Regions from separate parts of the Zea mays genome. Here region 2 is linked to region 1. The links are chromatin contacts, called in public Hi-C maps. All regions are on one chromosome and are shown on one strand. Each heading gives the region's core, a stretch centred on a gene start, on an enhancer-like site or on the middle of the called end of the contact. The rest is flanking DNA. Distances are from core to core; before and after follow the strand shown. Region 1 holds the start of LOC100193537 (nramp aluminum transporter1). Region 2 has its middle 85 kb from the start of LOC118472006.

The links. Hi-C and Micro-C count contacts between places; a contact is called where the count stands out from the background.
Region 2: a contact with region 1 is called in a Hi-C map of bundle sheath, with 4 times the contacts expected there. The contact joins the enhancer-like site here to the promoter of LOC100193537 in region 1. A contact is called at or near these places in 11 of 25 Hi-C or Micro-C datasets (bundle sheath, ear, endosperm and 3 more) and 1 of 3 datasets of contacts at active chromatin or transcription factors (leaf).

The regions. Positions count from the first base shown.
Region 1 is chr5:44,647,885-44,651,466 of Zm-B73-REFERENCE-NAM-5.0, reverse strand. It overlaps LOC100193537 (nramp aluminum transporter1), which reads right to left and starts at 1,883. Exons shown (of 14, transcript NM_001138648.1): 1 at 1,784-1,883; 2 at 639-800; 3 at 210-288; 4 at 74-114. The coding sequence starts at 767.
Region 2 is chr5:45,157,028-45,160,609 of Zm-B73-REFERENCE-NAM-5.0, reverse strand. No RefSeq gene overlaps it. Among protein-coding and RNA genes, the nearest start is that of LOC118472006, 85 kb to the right of the region's middle. Within about 2 kb of position 2,044, at least 17 of the 20 cell types and tissues checked have an H3K27ac peak or open chromatin away from gene starts, as enhancers often do. A contact at or near this core is called in bundle sheath, ear, endosperm and 2 more, where this site is marked.

The DNA of each region.
Region 1 (3,582 bases), core at 634-3,133:
AAGAAACAAAAAAGAAAAAAAAACACAACACACACACGCACAAGTGGGAACATAAGACTGAAGCAGCAGGCACCTCATATTTGTACTGTGCTCCAGCCTGTAGATCCGTCTCAACTGCAAGACACACCAAAAAATTTGTGAAGAATACACAATAGATGGAAGGGAAATACTCAATGAGAATCGAAGAAAAGTGAATCCGTTAATCTTACAGTTTCCAGGATCAATATATGCAATTGAGACGAGAAATCCAGGCCCTATGTATGAGAATAAGTTCTTCCAACTGTTTTTCTGTCAAAGTGATATGTCAGGCAATAGTTAGTTTCTCATCATTATGAAGGCATAAGATCTGGAGATACAAAAGTTAGTAGAGCAATCTAAGTATATCATTGTTTCCTATTCACTTGTTGACTATTCCTTCTATTTCTCGATAAAAGCTAATGTTCAGTTCATCATTCTTTCTACACTATGGCGCATCAAGTTTGAAACTTCAGATGGCACACATCACGACAACATATTCAGAGGAAGATTATCTTGAGAAAGAAAGAGCGAGACTAACAATTAAGCTTATATGTTAGCTGTCACGGAGACATCTTGTTCTTTTCCAAAATCAAGCACGGGCTATCAAAAGTATAGCATACCTCTGGAATAACAATTTGATCAACATCTATGCTTTCGATAAGAGGAGTGCCGGGGCCATTGGAGCGGTTACTCCTCCCAACGCTGGTGATAAATTGTGGCTGGGATGAGCATTGACCTGGGACACTCATATCGCTCTCACCAAGAAGTCTGAACCCCCTGTTCTGCAAGCACAAGGCAGCAAGGGGGTGTTATTTATATAGGTACTCTTCCAAGTGACGCTAGCTTTGTGCCGTGAGTTTGAAAAATATGCCTAGCGGGGGTTTGACAAATTCTCCAGTAGGATAGCACGAATCAGTACCACCACAGGCCACAGGCAGGCGAAGATAAGATAAACGAGCGACCAGAGCACAGTGCATCGAAGACAAAGTGGAGATCACTGTATGTGTTTGGAAACCGGAAAAGTAGTAATTTCAATTTTTTTGAACCTAACTTGATCCAGCAAATGGGACGACGCCGGGCACCTACTTTACACATGATGAAATATTCCCCAGAGCAGATTGAGCGGTCTAGAGCTAAAGGCAGTTGAGCGTGTGATCAGCAGCGGAGCATCAGGAATATAGAAATGACAGCACGTAGTATTGAAATGCAAGGCTCGACCTTTTCCCCATACCTAAGCTAATCGACGCAACAGAATCCTACGGACACAGGCGCATGCGAAGGGAGAAACTAAAACAGTCAAAAAGGGTCGCTCGCAAGTGGCGTGTGGTTACCAATCAATCTCGGACACCACAAATGCAACAACACCTAACAACCACTTGCTGAAAAAGTTAGCTACCAAATCGAAATTAGATTGAACCTGGTTGCCCGAAAGAGGAGGAACGAAGATCACAGAGCCGAGCAGCCAAGCTTACAGGCTACTGACGCAACCGAAAGGAACGTTTGCGTGCGTGCATACATCTGCTATGGCAGTGAGAAGAGTCAAGAGTTCAATCTTTCTCCGCCCGGCCGCCGCCATGGGCAGCAGGGAAGAAAGAAAAGAGAAACTGTCTTTGGCGTGCCTGCCGCAGTACCACGGAACTGCCCACCACCGCAGCCGCACCAAGGCGGTGTCGCAACGGGTTGCCCGGATCTGAGGCGGCGCGGACCCGTGACCCCAGGGAGACGGAGTCACGGAGGAGTCCCAATGGGAAGGCCGAAGGCGTACCTGCGGGTCTCGGCGAGGCCGCGTGAGGAGCCGAAGCAGAGCAGAGGGGGAGAAGAAGACAGCACAGCAGAGGCGCCGCGACTCGTCTCCCGCTCTCTCGCTCGTTCCGAACACGACGGTGACTGCACGGAGCTCTCTCCCCCGCCTTTGCTTGTGCGGCCGTTGTGCGCTGCGGGACTCTTCCTTTTTGTCATTTTTACAAAATTCACTTACTTCCCGTTTGGATTATTGAAATTGAATTACATTCTAATAACAGTAATTTAGTCATATATCAATTAAGCTAATTCGATTTTATACAAAATATATTTATATAATATTATTAGCAAGATGTCGAAAATATTTATGTGCTATATTTTTACTATAAGGGAGTGAGACGAAGAGTGTCATGTAAGTTATAGATTAGAAACCAATTCTAGTCATGCATAAAATCATTTCTCACCCTCCATCCCATTAATTTGAGATAGGCTTATATATTAACTTTAGAAAGTGGTGGAATGTCAAATTCCAAACTAAATAAGTTACTTTATTGAGTGAATTCCAATTCCTCTAAATGAAGGGATCCAAACGTCCCGTTAGGTCTGTTCGGTTAGTTCTCAATCCATGCGAATTATGTGGGATTGGGTGAATTTAAATCCAAAAAAGTTAAATTTCTTCTTAATTTTTTTAATCTCATCCAATTCATGGATAACGGAATTAACCGAACACTGCTGATGTGTTTGGTTGAGGAGCGGAGAGAAATGGAACGGCTCCATTCTTATTTTTTTGATGTTTGGTTTCCAATGGAGGAGAGCGGAGCGGCTCCTGAAATCTATATATGGCAAATATTTGGGATGCTCTCGCTCCACCAAAACAATCGGATGCGAGCTCTCTCACGGACGCGAGCGCTCTTCTCCCTCTCCTCCACTCTACATTTATATGGCTCTCCAATCAAACAACGAACGAAACGGCTTCACTCTATTCTACTTTTCAACCAAACAAAAATGAAGCGGTTTTGTTCTGCTCGTCAAACACAGAATAAAATGTCTTAATTCCTAGAAACCGAAATGGAACTGCCTCCTCAACCAAACGTATAGTTAATCATACAACTCACTCACTAACGAAGTTTTATTTATATAGCAAAAAAGTTAATTTTTCCTAGGCTGCGAGCCTGCGATGGTTGATGGAGCACGTTTTGCCCGGAGATGACAGATGAGTCCAATGCTGACTGCCCACCTCGGTGACCGAGTCCACCGTGTTTCTCTGCCAGCATACCCGGGCACGTGGCACACGGCACCGCCACGGCCACCAGCTCGTGATTCATCCACCGACGCTGTAATATATAAAGAAGGTGTTTCTATACACTAGAGATAATAGTTAGTTAGCTAAAAAGTTGTTAGTAGAATTAGCAAGCTAACAAATAGTTAGCTAACTAGTAGCTAATTTACTAAAAATAGTTAATAGCTAAAATATTAGCTAAAGTGTTTAGATGTCTCTACCTAATTTTAATCACTAATTATTAGCTTTATTGCATTCAAACATCTCCTTAATTTTATGAAATTCTATGCAAAGGCTCTCGTTATGTGGAATTCAAATCCACAAAAAAGTTACCAGATTGATAAATTTCATGAAACGAGATGCTAAAAACAGAATTTTGTATATCCTCGATTCTATTCTGCTACTAGTAAGTTGTTAGCGTCTTGCGCGATGCGTTTAACATATAAATTGCTCCTTCAAACACATAGGAGCATCAAAATATATTGGTACATAGAAGTAACAATTATCAATCAAGTCAACACCAGTTAAAAATGAAGACCTTCATC
Region 2 (3,582 bases), core at 795-3,294, 510 kb before region 1:
GCCGGCCCGTTGCAGGATCGTCAGAGCTCGCCGAAGCTACTGTTGGACAATACACGCTGCCCGAGAGCGACGTGTCTGCTGCTGCTGCTGCTGCTCGAGGAGCTAGGAGGAGATAGCAATCGTTACGAACAACGACGGCCGCCTGGCTTCAGCAGCTCGTGGGTGGGGGGTGGGGGTGGCTGACTCGGACGCAGAGGATTTTCATGTGGCGCGCGTGTCATACATAGTACGCTCATTTATTAGGAAAAAGGCCTGTTTACCGTCAATTGCGAAAACCGTCAATCAATCATGGTCGATCCTGGACACTGGTGATGAACAAGGAAACAGGGATTTTGGGTGTTTCGGGCGTGTGCTATATTGCCCATGTCTGGACTTTCGTCACAGAAAACCTGCTGCTGTTCAAGTGTTGATATGACTGATTTTTTCTTGTTGGTTATTAATTAGTATTATTGTATTATCCTCGATCTACAGGCGGTGCGGTGGTGACAGAGATGTGTGCAGGTTGTATTGTACGACTATTGTTCTTTCTTGGGGGTGGAAGCATCGTCGACAAGCACGTACGAGTGCCATACTCCAAATTCTAGCTGTGAAGACGAATGATCCATGGCATCGTCGTTTGACGACGGGGCCTAGCTAGTTTACGCCTTCTCCAAATTAATGGAAACTGGCGAAGAGAAAGGACCATGATGCGTCCGAATGAACCCGACCCGGGGCGTGAGATGAGATCCACAACAACCACACAACTGGTAACGAAACCGTGGATGGATGAAGCTTCAGAGTTACACTTGCGTCTACTATTGCTGCGTCACACACGTATGCCCATACGTGTGCGTGCGCCCACCTAACAGCATTGACTCTCGTTTCGCAGGCCGCTCCATTTGTCCGCCCGCCCACAACAATTTTCTTTTTTTGGTTTGCATATCCTCTCCAAACGAAAACGGTTCCACCTCATCATATTGGAGGATGAGGAACAATTAGGGCTTGTTCGGTTAGCTCTCAATCCATGTGGATTGAGTGGGATTGGATGAGTTTGAATCCCAGACAAGTCAAACGTCTTCACAATTTTTTCCAATCCCATCCAATCCATGTGTATTGGGAATAACCGAACAAGCCCTTATAGGGTGTTTGGTTTGAGGAATGAGCTAGTCCATCATCTTCTCACTCCTCACTATTTTTGTTTGGTTTGTGGAATGGAATGAGTTAATCCATCACCACCTCATTCCTCATAGTTAGTTAGTTAGTACTAATATGAGGAATGTGGTCATCCCACCAAATTTGAGGAATCAACCTATAATGCACCACCTCAATTTGGATATAGTGATTCCTTAAACCAAACACCCCCTTAGCTTTTTAGTTCTCCTTGCTGATGGAGCTAGCAGTGCCAGACCCAACTGTCTTGTCATGTTGTCAATACCAAGTGGCCAACTGTCTTGTCCTGCAGCTTCTCAAAGACTACCTGTTTATTAGCTTGATGGAAACTAAACTGCAAAATCATCATCGGTGATTACAATACGTGCCACAGGGTTGCTTGGGATTGTTAATACGTGCCACAGGGTTACTAGCTGCTACTAGGACAGGAAGAGGTGAGCAGCAGCAGTGTGTGCTCTAGCTCTCTACGTACCTGTATTTCGGTCAAAGTACGCAAATGGCGCCGGCCGGCCGTACTCTGTGGCGGAAAGGAAGAAGAGGTAAAAGGAACCAAGCAGTCTGCTGCCGCTTTTCAAAGTGAGCGGCGAACTGCATGCATTGACGGCTCTCCCGGTCCGGCACTCCGGCCTCCCCTTTTTCACCGCTGGCCCTTTATTCCTCTCTTCCACGTACGGGAATAGATGCACGGCACGCACGCTCCCGACGAGGGGCCGATTGCTCGCCATCCCCCGAGCGCATCGATGCTCGATCTAGACGAGGCCAGAACCTGTGCGTCGCCTAAAAGAGGAAGGAATCGTACTGGAAATACGCTAGGAAAGGGCGCCCCGTCTGTACTATCCCTTGGTTGATGATGGATTTGCCCACGTGATGGTATCTCGAGCCACGCTGACACTGTGGGCCCGCCGTAACGAGGTGTGTCGTCTCGTCTGCTTCGGCCTCTGCCCAAGTGTCCACGGGTCCGTGCCATACTCTGCCAGTGCCATGCGTTCCAAACTGCCAATGGAGCCTTGTGTTGTGTCATCACCAGCCTAACTCACCGTCATCTCTGCTGCGTCCAGCCAATCTAGCGCAACTGCCGAATCTCTGCGGCTCCTCAGTGTCAGTGATAGTGCGTCAGTTCATTACCTATGACTAAACCAGTGCATTACTGCATTATATAACGTCAATTGTACGCGTGACCCAATGAGCAAGATATAGATGACAAAATATGCGGTGGAAAACACCTACTAGCCGGAAAACATGAACACTAGATTTGAAGAATACTCTTGTAATCTATTTTTTTAAAATGACAGTTACGTAGTAAATCTAGCTATATATACCTAGCAGTCACTTGCAAAAGTTAGAATATAAACTCATTTTTTAAAAAAAAAAACATTCATACAAAAATCACAAAATTGAATTGCATGTGCACTACAAGACAAAAGGCTGGATTTTTGTCTTCTAGTGTACATGCACTTGAATTTTATTATTTACATACGAGTTTCTCAAAAATGACTTTGCATCGTAACTTCTTGATATATAGGAAATGAGCTCCTAGGCCTCCTACATATGTCAAGTTTTGAAAATTTCCAAGTTACGAAATTTATTTTTAAACTAGTTTCATGCATGTTTCCACCTATAGTATTGTGGTTTTCACTATTTATTTTCTTGAGCAAGAGCCCCCATGCCATCCTCCTTCCTTCTACGAGAACTCCTTTTAAGTCTTTAGGTGTATCTCTTCTTTATAAGGGAAAAATACTATAAGGGCCCGTTTGTTTCGTTGGAATTGAATTCTATTTTAATAATTATAATTTAGATAAAACTAATTAAGTTTATATATTTATATATGTAATATATTTGTATATTATCCTATGAGAGAGATAGTTATATAGTACATTTATGTTAGAGAGGCGCAAGTAAAAGAGTGTGCTATAAGTTGTACATCGGAAAATTAGCATGTAAATCTATAGAATCAATTTACATCTCTCACCCCATGAATTTGAGATAGGCTTATATGATAACTTTGGAAAGTGGTGGAATGTCATATTCTAAAAAAATAGTCTATTCTATTAGTAAGATTTTAATTCCTCGAAATGAAAGGAAACAAACGGGCCCTAAGAGTGATTTTTCTGATGCATTTTCAAGGGTGGTTTTTTGAACCCGCGCGCTCCTATGTTAAATATTCTAGAAAAAAAGACATTTACATGGACAATCGACAAAAGCAAGCATCTCTCCATTTTTTAAATAATAGAAAAAGGAAAACTATGACAAGTTGTAGGATTTTTTTTTTCATGCCCAAGAAGCTACTGCATGATCGCTAGTCACATGTTAGAATGTGTGTGTGCGTTCTTGAGAATTCAAACTTTTGACCTTGCCTCTCGAAGCTCCATTATGGTTTTGCTAAATGAGACAAGTAGTGGACTGTTGGGGACTTGTTCTCAATTGCTATGAATT